Regions from separate parts of the Zea mays genome. Here region 2 is linked to region 1. Evidence: chromatin contacts called from public Hi-C data. All regions are on one chromosome and are shown on one strand. Each heading gives the region's core, a stretch centred on a gene start, on an enhancer-like site or on the middle of the called end of the contact. The rest is flanking DNA. Distances are from core to core; before and after follow the strand shown. Region 1 holds the start of LOC103635767 (SAC3 family protein A). Region 2 holds the start of LOC103635773 (protein NETWORKED 2A).

The links. A called contact is a pair of places that touch in the nucleus more often than the background predicts.
Region 2: a Hi-C map of leaf shows a contact between it and region 1, with 6 times the contacts expected there. The contact joins the promoter of LOC103635773 here to the promoter of LOC103635767 in region 1. A contact is called at or near these places in 3 of 25 Hi-C or Micro-C datasets (ear, leaf and tassel).

Annotation. Positions count from the first base shown.
Region 1 is chr8:119,860,512-119,865,144 of Zm-B73-REFERENCE-NAM-5.0, reverse strand. LOC103635767 (SAC3 family protein A) reads left to right here and starts at 2,458. Exons shown (of 13, transcript XM_008658145.3): 1 at 2,458-3,188; 2 at 3,716-4,537. The coding sequence starts at 3,135.
Region 2 is chr8:120,113,273-120,118,016 of Zm-B73-REFERENCE-NAM-5.0, reverse strand. LOC103635773 (protein NETWORKED 2A) reads right to left here and starts at 2,823. Exons shown (of 2, transcript XM_008658153.4): 1 at 2,449-2,823; 2 at 1-2,349. The coding sequence starts at 2,542.

The DNA of each region.
Region 1 (4,633 bases), core at 1,209-3,708:
CTATTAACTCTTGGGAAGAATTAGAGCGGAAATTTCATGAACACTTCTTCTCAGGAGAACATGAATTAGAATTGGCTGACTTAGCTTCAGTCCGACAGGGGCCTGAAGAATCGGTTAATGACTATATCCGGAGGTTCCGGGACACTAGAAACCGATGCTTTCAGATCCATGTCGCAGAAAGACAACTAACAGGGCTAGCTTTCAATGGGTTGCGACCCTACTTAAAAGAAAAATTAGATGACACCCAATTCTTTTCGCTAGTACACTTGCACCAGCGGGCTATGACATGTGAAAGCCAAAGTAAGGAAACATCAAAATCGGCTAGCCATAAGATGTATCTAGTGGGATACGATAATTCGGACGATGAATCCACGGATGTATACACCAGCGAACTGGTTTGGCCAGGACAGGCTAAACCTTCAGCATGTTCTGCTTTACAGTCGATTCAAAAGAATCGACAAGAAGAAGTTAAGTTTACTTTTAATGTTGCCGAATGCGATAAAATATTTGACGAATTACTAAAAAATGACAACATTAAATTAACTCATACTATTCCTCCTCCTGATGAATTAAAAAGGCGTGCTTATTGTAAGTGACATAATTTTTTTCTCATGCCACCAATGATTGTAATGTTTTTCGTCGATAGATACAATCAGCCATAAATGAGGGCCGATTGGCTTTTCAGGAGATGCAAGTAGACACACAACCTTTTCCTGTTAATAAAATAGAACTCACATGCAAAAAGGTCTTGGTTCGGCCCAAAATGGCCGATAAAGGCAAAGGCAAGGGCATTGTCATTGGCGATCCTCGCATGTCAATTGCTCGAAAGGCTTCGGTCGAGGAGGCTAAAAAGTCCGAAGGCGCCGGGGGGCAGGCACAATTAATGAACCAAACACATCAGCCTGGCCCGAGCATCGCAGATGGTCTCGCACCTACGTGCGGACGATCCGGTGCTCAGACAAACGGTCCGGCTAACCCAGCCGGACAATCCACCTATGACCGAAGGCGTCAGCCTCTACACGAAGCAAGGAAAGAGACGCAAGGGCAAAACACATATAGTCGGCTGATCAAAGCCGACTCTACTTTTGATCAGTTGCTCTCCAAAAATGCTAGCAAAAAGACTGTTCCACGTGATCGGTCAACGGAAAAACCCCGGTCACCTGCTAAAACGAAACGGCCGAAAAACGACCCAAAAGGCGACGCGGCAAGCATCGCCTGTTCATCCTATGAGACCAGAGTACTTTTCACCCGTTTATTCATCGTCGGTATATTATCCTACTCAAATGTGGAATGGAACAACGATGAATCCATGGTACATTTATAGTCTCTTTGTCTATCCAGGCTGGGGGGCACCTCCATTCTATTCATTTTGATCCATTGATCAAATGGTCATGGCCAAAAAAGATACAATCCAAAACAGCCTTTATACATTGGTGCTTTATTGAATGATTTCCATATTGAAAAGCTGGTGACTTACATCAGGTTTAGTTCATATGCTTTTGGTTCGTCAACTTTCACCAAAAGGCAGGGGGCATATGTTGGACACCAAAAAAGCCTAGCGGACGGTCCGACCCTGAGGTCGGACGATCCGCGGTCCGGACAGTCCGCGGTGGTGGCGCGGACGGTCCGCGCGTGCGCAGAGTCAGTTAGAGTTCCTAGTTTCTCGCAAGATTTGTTACCTAAAACCGCGGGATTAACTCGGGAAACAGTTTGAAGCGGATCCAGACCTCCCCTTTATATAGATGAAGGGCTACGACCGATTGAACCACCCAACAATCAATCAAATTAAGTCTATTTCTCGTTTTTACCTTATGCATTAGGAGTAGTTCTAGTTTAGCTCTAATTTAGTTCTAGTTTAGTATCCCAATCCCCAAATTCTCTGCTTCTCTTCGACTCTACGTCGATTAGAGGAGTCTAGGTCGGCCTGCCGAGCCTAGACAACCCCTATGATCTCTCCTCCCCGACGGGGTCCCTCCCGGCAGCGAGATCCAGGTGCCGCCGGTGACCTTCACCGCTCCTGCGCACGCGCGGACCATCCGGCCCCAGAGCGCAGACCGTCCGACCCGTCAGGCAGGGAACCCTAGCCCTACGCCAGGTCGCGGACCGTACGGTTCCTGGCCGCGGACCGTCTGCCCCTGTGCAGAGGGCACCGCCGCCGGTTCTTGTTAATGTTTGGCGTCCGAAAAAGGCGTCAACAATAGGACTTTAACAACAAAAACATGCTCCAACAGAGACCCTATTTTACAAAAATTCATCGAACGATTGTAGAACTCGGTCTCTCAGGTCATAAATATAGTACTTCATATACTGGAGCCCTATCCTTATTCCGTACACTATTTCTAACAATTTATTTTTTAAATAACGTGATCTAATTCTTAATAATATGATATAGGGCTCAATTATTAGAGATGTAAACTTTTTATGGCATTAAACATTTTAAATGAGGCACTATTTTAATTTTGATGACTTAAATACAGGACTTCTAGTTGGAGATATGTTCTAATTAAAACGGTCCTACGAAATCACGACCATGTACATCTGATATGTTCCTACCCTTGTTCGCCACCGTATTCGCCGGCTGTCTCCGCCCATCTCGCCTGAGAACTAAGGCGGCCGCCAGTCGCAGCCCTCGGTGGTCGGCACCTCCTCAGCCCGTTTCCCCTAACGCTCACACTCTACGCCGCCGCGTCGTCGGCCTCGCCCTCCCTCTCGACGAACTAAGCCATCCCCGGCCGAGCTTCCGACGCATTCCCGGGCCACTTCCCTCCCTTCCGGCCTTCCTACTCCCTCCACGCACCGCAACTGTGACACTCCGCTCCGACGCGGGCGCCGCAGGCCGTTGACGACACCCGAACCCAACCGGCAACGCGCCCGAAAGGGGCAGGGACTCCTTTTGCTTGTCCTTCGCCCCTCTTCTCGCTTTCTGCGGAGGGAAAAACTTTCCCAGTCAATTAAAAAAAAAATCGACGGACGGCTTTACGCACGCGATTCGCTGCTCGCCCCCAAATTTCTCCTCTGCTTCTGGTTCCTTTGACGCATCTGATCATTTCCCCCTCCTCTACGCGGGTCGAATCGCGAGAGTGTGGCGGCGGCTGTGGTGGTTGACTGGTGCTTAGGGTTGGAGCTCCAGGAGGATGGCGAGCCACGGCATCGGGGCGGCCGCTGGATCTGACGCCCCGCACGCTGAGGTACCGATGTGACTCGAAACATGTTTTTTGTTTTTTTGGTTACTGTAAGTTTAGTTTATGCTTAGGTTCCAGTTAATTTCCACGGATTATGATGGGTGGACTTCTGATGTGGATATGGTCTAATCAGGAGTTGCTAAGCGCTTGATATGTGCTAATTATTTGGCCAGAGAAAAATCTTTTGCCTGGTTGATCATGCAATTTACTGTGCCATATTTTTTAGGAGTGGAGGGGGGTATGTTTATCTTTATGAACTATACTGATTAAATAATTAATTAGGAGTTGTATATGTGCCAATTTTACCTCTCGGATGTGTTATTCTGTCAGTATTTGACTTGACAGTCATGAGGGCCTTACTATGCTTCGGTTACTTGTTTGAAGTTCATGTTGTGTGGAATCTTATGGAAGTCTATCCACATCATCGATTTTTTCGCTGTTCATAATTTGACTACTGTTAAACCTATATGAAATTGCTATTTAAACTAGAAAGTATATATACTACGAGTGACCACTTTATTTTGCAATGGCAGGTCGTCACTATGGGACAGACAAATCCATCTCCTTATCCTCCTGTATCTTCCAGTCATCATTCATGGTCCTCTGCAACTGGGTCAGTTTCATGGAACAATACAGTGGACAAACTTAGCCAAGATACAGTTTATTATGATCCACAAAGGGATGTATCGGTTTCAGGAGGGAATCAAAATGTAGGAAGCAGTGCGCCTCATGTTGCCCAGGCGAGTATGGGGATAACAGACGCAGCTCATTCCCATGTACCTTACTCTAGTTCAGATCAACATGGCTATAACCCTGTAGAATATGCCAATTATTATTATAGCTACCCACAAGCGGCAAATGATTCTTCTGTCCAGCAAGGAGCAAACCAACATCCAGGTGCAGCTTATCAGCCTCTTACTTCATTTCAAAATTCAGGGTCTTACATTGATCCTACAAGTAACACATATTACAATGCTGGGGATCATCAGACTGTGCCAGGATATGGAAGCAGCAGCTACTATTTTCAGAACAACACATGGAATGGTGGAAGCACAGGGAATAATTTTGCTCAATCATACCAGAACTACTCACCATCTGATACAAATGCACAACAGAGCTCTACTTCAGTGCCTGCCAATTCTTTACCGTATCAGCAGCAGTATAACCAGTGGCCGTACTATTACAATCAATCTGTGCCAAGTGCTTCTAGCAATCCAGTTGCTGGGAACAGTACTACAGATAACTTAGCTGTTAACACCCCTTCTAGCTACTCCTATCCTAATAGCCAGCCACCTCCACCAGGAACAACATCATGGAAAAGTAATTCAAGTGCTTCTGTTGCGCCTCCTATGCAGGTATTGTACCTCCTTTTTCACTATAAAATCGCTACATATGCATAGCTTTCTTCATGATATATGGAGCAACAATTTTTCAGAATTTTTGGGTTTCTT
Region 2 (4,744 bases), core at 1,574-4,073, 250 kb before region 1:
CCAGCCCAGCTTCTAGCTCCTTAGCAACTTTGTTGTTCTCTTGTTTCATATTAAGCACCTCTCCTTGGAATTTTGCAGCTTGAAAAGGGTTGAAGTGAATTTCATCACATTTATCCAGAGTTGTGATCTTTGATATATCTTCTTGTATGCAGCATAGTGACGAAAATCTGTTTTCTACCTCTCCTTTCAATAGCACGTTCTTTTCAATCCAAACTTGAAGATCTGTATTTAGATCCCTGAATTTCTTTTCTAGTACTGCTGATTCCAGCTTTGCTACCTGATAACTACCAGCAAAGCCGTAATTTCCCCCGTCTTCCTGTTCATCAGTCAATCTGTACATCTCAGTTTTCAACATGTCAAAGCATATTTGGAAATTCCGTATTTGATGATATGATGTGCTAAATCTCAACCAGAAGTCCAAGTTCTCCCCTAATACCCTATCAATTTCTGCTCTAAATTTCTCCTCTGCAACCGAAGAAGCCAGTGAGTCATTAATTTGCCATTGCTTAATGTATTCCTCTATCTCAGCAATCTCTTTGTCTTCTGTACTTGGAGTGGCGCTTATCTTGGATGTTTCTTCTGACTTGGCAATCTCTATGTCTTCTGTAGTAGGACTGCTGCTTATCTTGGATGTTTCTTCTGCCTTCTCTATACTCTCAATAATAGAAGCACTCATCTTTTTCCGCAAAGAACGTAGCATGCGCCTAAGCGAGTGGATCTCCTCATCTTTTGTTGCATTGGCACTCTTAAGTTCCTTCAGTTCTGACATTGCCTCAAGATGGTAATCTTTATTTATCTTCTCAATTTCTGAAAGCTTCTGCTCTGTATCTTTGTAGCTCTGAAGTACAGATGCATAGTCTTCTAATAGAATCTTACCCTCAACTTCAGATTCTTTTGGAACTAGCTCTTTTTGGGCTTGATCTTCTAAGGTTTCTTCATGTTTATCAGTTTCATTTGTAGTGTCATGTAAAGATTTGGATGGCTCGTTTTGCACAGACAGACTTGTTAGTCCCGAGTAATCTTCCAGAGAAGTATCGTGTTTGGAGTCTCGCGATGAATCCACGAAGTCACTGCTTTCTTGCTCAGGAGCATGTAATGTTTCGACGAATTCAGTTAGTTCATGGGCGGCTTCAGTCATTTGTTTACAAATGTTCTCGAAACCATTTTGTACGGACTTCCAAATTTGTTGTACTTCTTGCAGCATTTCTTCAACTTTCCTCAACCCGTCAGCCAAGTTACTAGAATCAACAACCAAAGCCACCTTGTCTTGCTCCAAAGCATGCAGGCGCTCGTGAAGGCCATCTATCTCAGTCTTCATTCTATCGATCTGAGCATTCTGTGAAGTAGTGGCAAGTTCAAGGCTGATCACCTTTTCCACAAGTCGGTCAACTTTATCTGCTAATTCCGCAACTGATAGCTCAGGGTAAGATTCAATTATTTCTTTGACTCTTTGACATATTTCCTGGAGGTCAAGCCTGCTTCCATTCAGCGCAGAATCATCAGAATCCTCGAAGGGCAGTGCATGGACCAGTTCTATTTCATGGTGATCATGCCCATCCATTTGCACATGAGGCAGTCCACATTCGTTCTTGAAGGTTTTCAGCTTTTCAATTGCCTCATTGGCTCGTCGGAGCTCCACCTCCGCCTCTTCAGTCAATTTGTTTTTCTGGTCCTGTAAATTCACCAACGTATCCTCACATGACATAATGGCTTGTGCAGCCATCAATGCCCGAGCTTCATTGTCTTCAATGGCTACACCGGTGCTGAAAGCATCCTGCAAATTGCAGACCTCATCCTGCAATTGGGCCACCTGTTTCTCAATGTCTAGATACTTTCCTAGTGCGCTGTCGTAAGAGGTCTTCAAGAACTCTTTCTCAGTCTGTAATGCCAGGATCTGTTTCTGCAGCTTGTCTATCTCCTCCTGTGCCTTCTCCTTGGTCATGTTGGGGGTGACCTTCCGGTGTGCCTGGGCCCCCCTCTTGGGGACCGGACTGGTGCCCCTGTTTGCGCTCTGTGAGCCTGAGCCCACGGACAAGCCTTCCAGTGCAGGGAACTTGAAGTTGCTGAGATCAATCCCACCTATTGCCTTAGAAAACCCCTCACTATCCCCCTCTTCCATTGAGAACTGCACCTGATCCGGAAACACGGTGGCAATGGTGTGGTTGGCCTTGTGCAGCTCACTGGATATCCGGTCATATCTGTCGGCAAGGGCCTGATAGGATCTGAACATCTCCTCCACGTGATTGATGAGCTCTGGCCGGCTTTTGAAATAGAGCTCTGCCTTCTTGCTGAACGAATCGCCATCGGCCCCAATGAGGTTGAGCATGGCCTTTACTCTGTCCTCCATCTCTGCACAACAAAAGAAAGGAAAAAAAAAATCAACCAATCATTGGGCAATGTGCAATACGAACTCGTCATACGACAGGGGTGAATAAATGGGATGCTTACCAACGACAGTTATTTCAAGCCACTTGGACTGGGTGGTGCGGATGTGTGATGCCCACCACCAGGAGTAGGCGTTGCTAGCCGCACGCTGCAGCATAGCCAGCCGGCGTCACGGCCTCCCTTTCTCCCTCCTCTTCCTACTCCGCGTCGTAGGCCGCACCCTTGCCGCAACGTGGTGGGTGGAGCGGAGACGCGGCGAGGGTGCGCCGTGCGGAGAAAATCGTGGTGGCGTCAGGCCGAGCCGTGGGGGGCCCGGGGAAGAGAAGAGGGCCGGGGGAGGTAGGGTCGGTGGCGGGGAGTGGCATGGCAAAATAGGGAGGGGATGGGTGTGGTTCCTTTCATGCGGTGCGGTTGCCATGGCCAGGCTATGCTGGTGGTGGTTCACGGGCGGGTGGCTGGGCGCGACGCCCGCGGCTGGCGTTGCAGATGGCCGGGCGCGAGAAGCGGGGGACGCGGCTTCTCTCCTCCTATGCATACTCCAACCTTGTGGCTGCTTTCTATTGGTCCTTTTTTATCTCTCTCCGACTCAGCCGAAGAAATATAATAGTCGTGTCACATATTTTTCAACATTAAAACAATTAGGCACCTCCAACATCCAGATCACTCATTACAAAAAATATAATTAGCGGAAGCGGTACGTACAACCTTTCTCCTCGGCTCCCAGCTGCTCCAAGAGGAGAGAAGCTACGTCGGCTCCCTGTTCCCCTATCCACACAGGCTCGCAGCTCGCTCATAGTATCAGAGTTGTTGCTCCATCAGATGCTGCCCCACGGCCAGCAACAATCGAAGGCAGGTCCGCCATGGCCTTCGTCAAAGAAACCGAAGTGGGTGCCCGCGCCGCTGCTCGCTGTCAAACACATGCTCGCAATGCCCATCTCTGACCTCCATTGCTTGCGCCTCCAGCTTCGTCAAGTCGCGCATGGTCGAAGTGCTCCACGGGCCCAGTAACAAGGCGTAATGTCTGGAGGTCGCCGCAAGCCTGCTGTTTTTTCATGGTGGGATCTAGATTTTGGAGGTAGTTGTTGACTGATTTGCTCAATCCTTAGCTAAAATTATGATTTTTTTATGATGAGTGATCTCGAAGTTAGAGGCCTCGATTGTTTTAATACTACAAATATGTGCCACAGCTTCCGCTAATTATATTTCTTCGCCTAAGTCAGAGAGATAAAGAAGGACCAATAGAAAGCAGCCACGTGGTGGGAGTATGCATGGGAGGATGTAAATGGGAGGAGAGAAGCCGCGTCCGGTTTATGGGGTTTCCCGGGCGTGGCCCGGGTGCGGTCGGTTGTGTTGCTGCACGGCGCATGTGGCTGGACGCTGGCACACGAGGCGGGCGCCACGGTGGTGGTGTTTTCTCGCATGTGCCTGTGGACTACGATGTGTTTGGATGTAGGCCAAGGGTGTCATGCCAAGGCATTGCCAAGCTATTTTGGTTGGTATTTGGTTGTAGGTCAAATTTTAGCTATGCCTACAAATTTTTGGAAAACCTTGCCAATTTTTGGCCAAAACTAAGGCCTACAAATTGGCTGCCAAAATTTAGCTTAGTCCTAATGCATTTTGGCCACAAACCGAACACCAAAACTTAGGCAAATTTTGGCTTAGCCCAGTTTTGGTAAACTGCCAAATTATAACCGGGCTTCTTTGCCCAGCTAGGTGCAGAGGGTCGGGGACGTGATGCGGTTTACAAAACTGCTAAAAAAACTAGCGAACCTATAACGTTTTTCCAGTGTTTTTTAAATTCGTTCATGGTTTAAAAATAGAAAAAATTATCAAAAACTGAAACCGGTAAAAGGCAACAATTTGTTGTCGAGAAATCCGATAAACTGTTTTATTTAAATCTGAAATGTAAATCAGTCGAAAAATTGGAAAACCGATTTCTTGGTAAGAATGACCGGTTTCTTGATATGCTTTTAGTAAAAACCGGTCGGAAGCAACGGGTTTTGGTGAGAAAACGCATAATTGGATTTCAAATTTGAAAAATTCAAACTGCTCCGATTAGCGGTTTTTGGACGGTTTTTATCGAAATTGAGAGCACATAAGGGGGTGAATAGGTGATCCTGCGAAAATTAACTCTAAACAAGACAAACTTGGTTTATAATGAATGTTAGTAGGATTAAAACCAAGTTGATATGAATACAGGTAGAGAGAAGAGAACTCTTCACTTGATTGTTTCTTTAAGATATATATTAAACATAGGAACAATAACACAAGTGAATATCTGAGAACTCTATGGAAGAAAACAATCACACTAAAGAAATGCACAAGTGACATGGTGATTTTATCCCGAGGTTCGGCAATG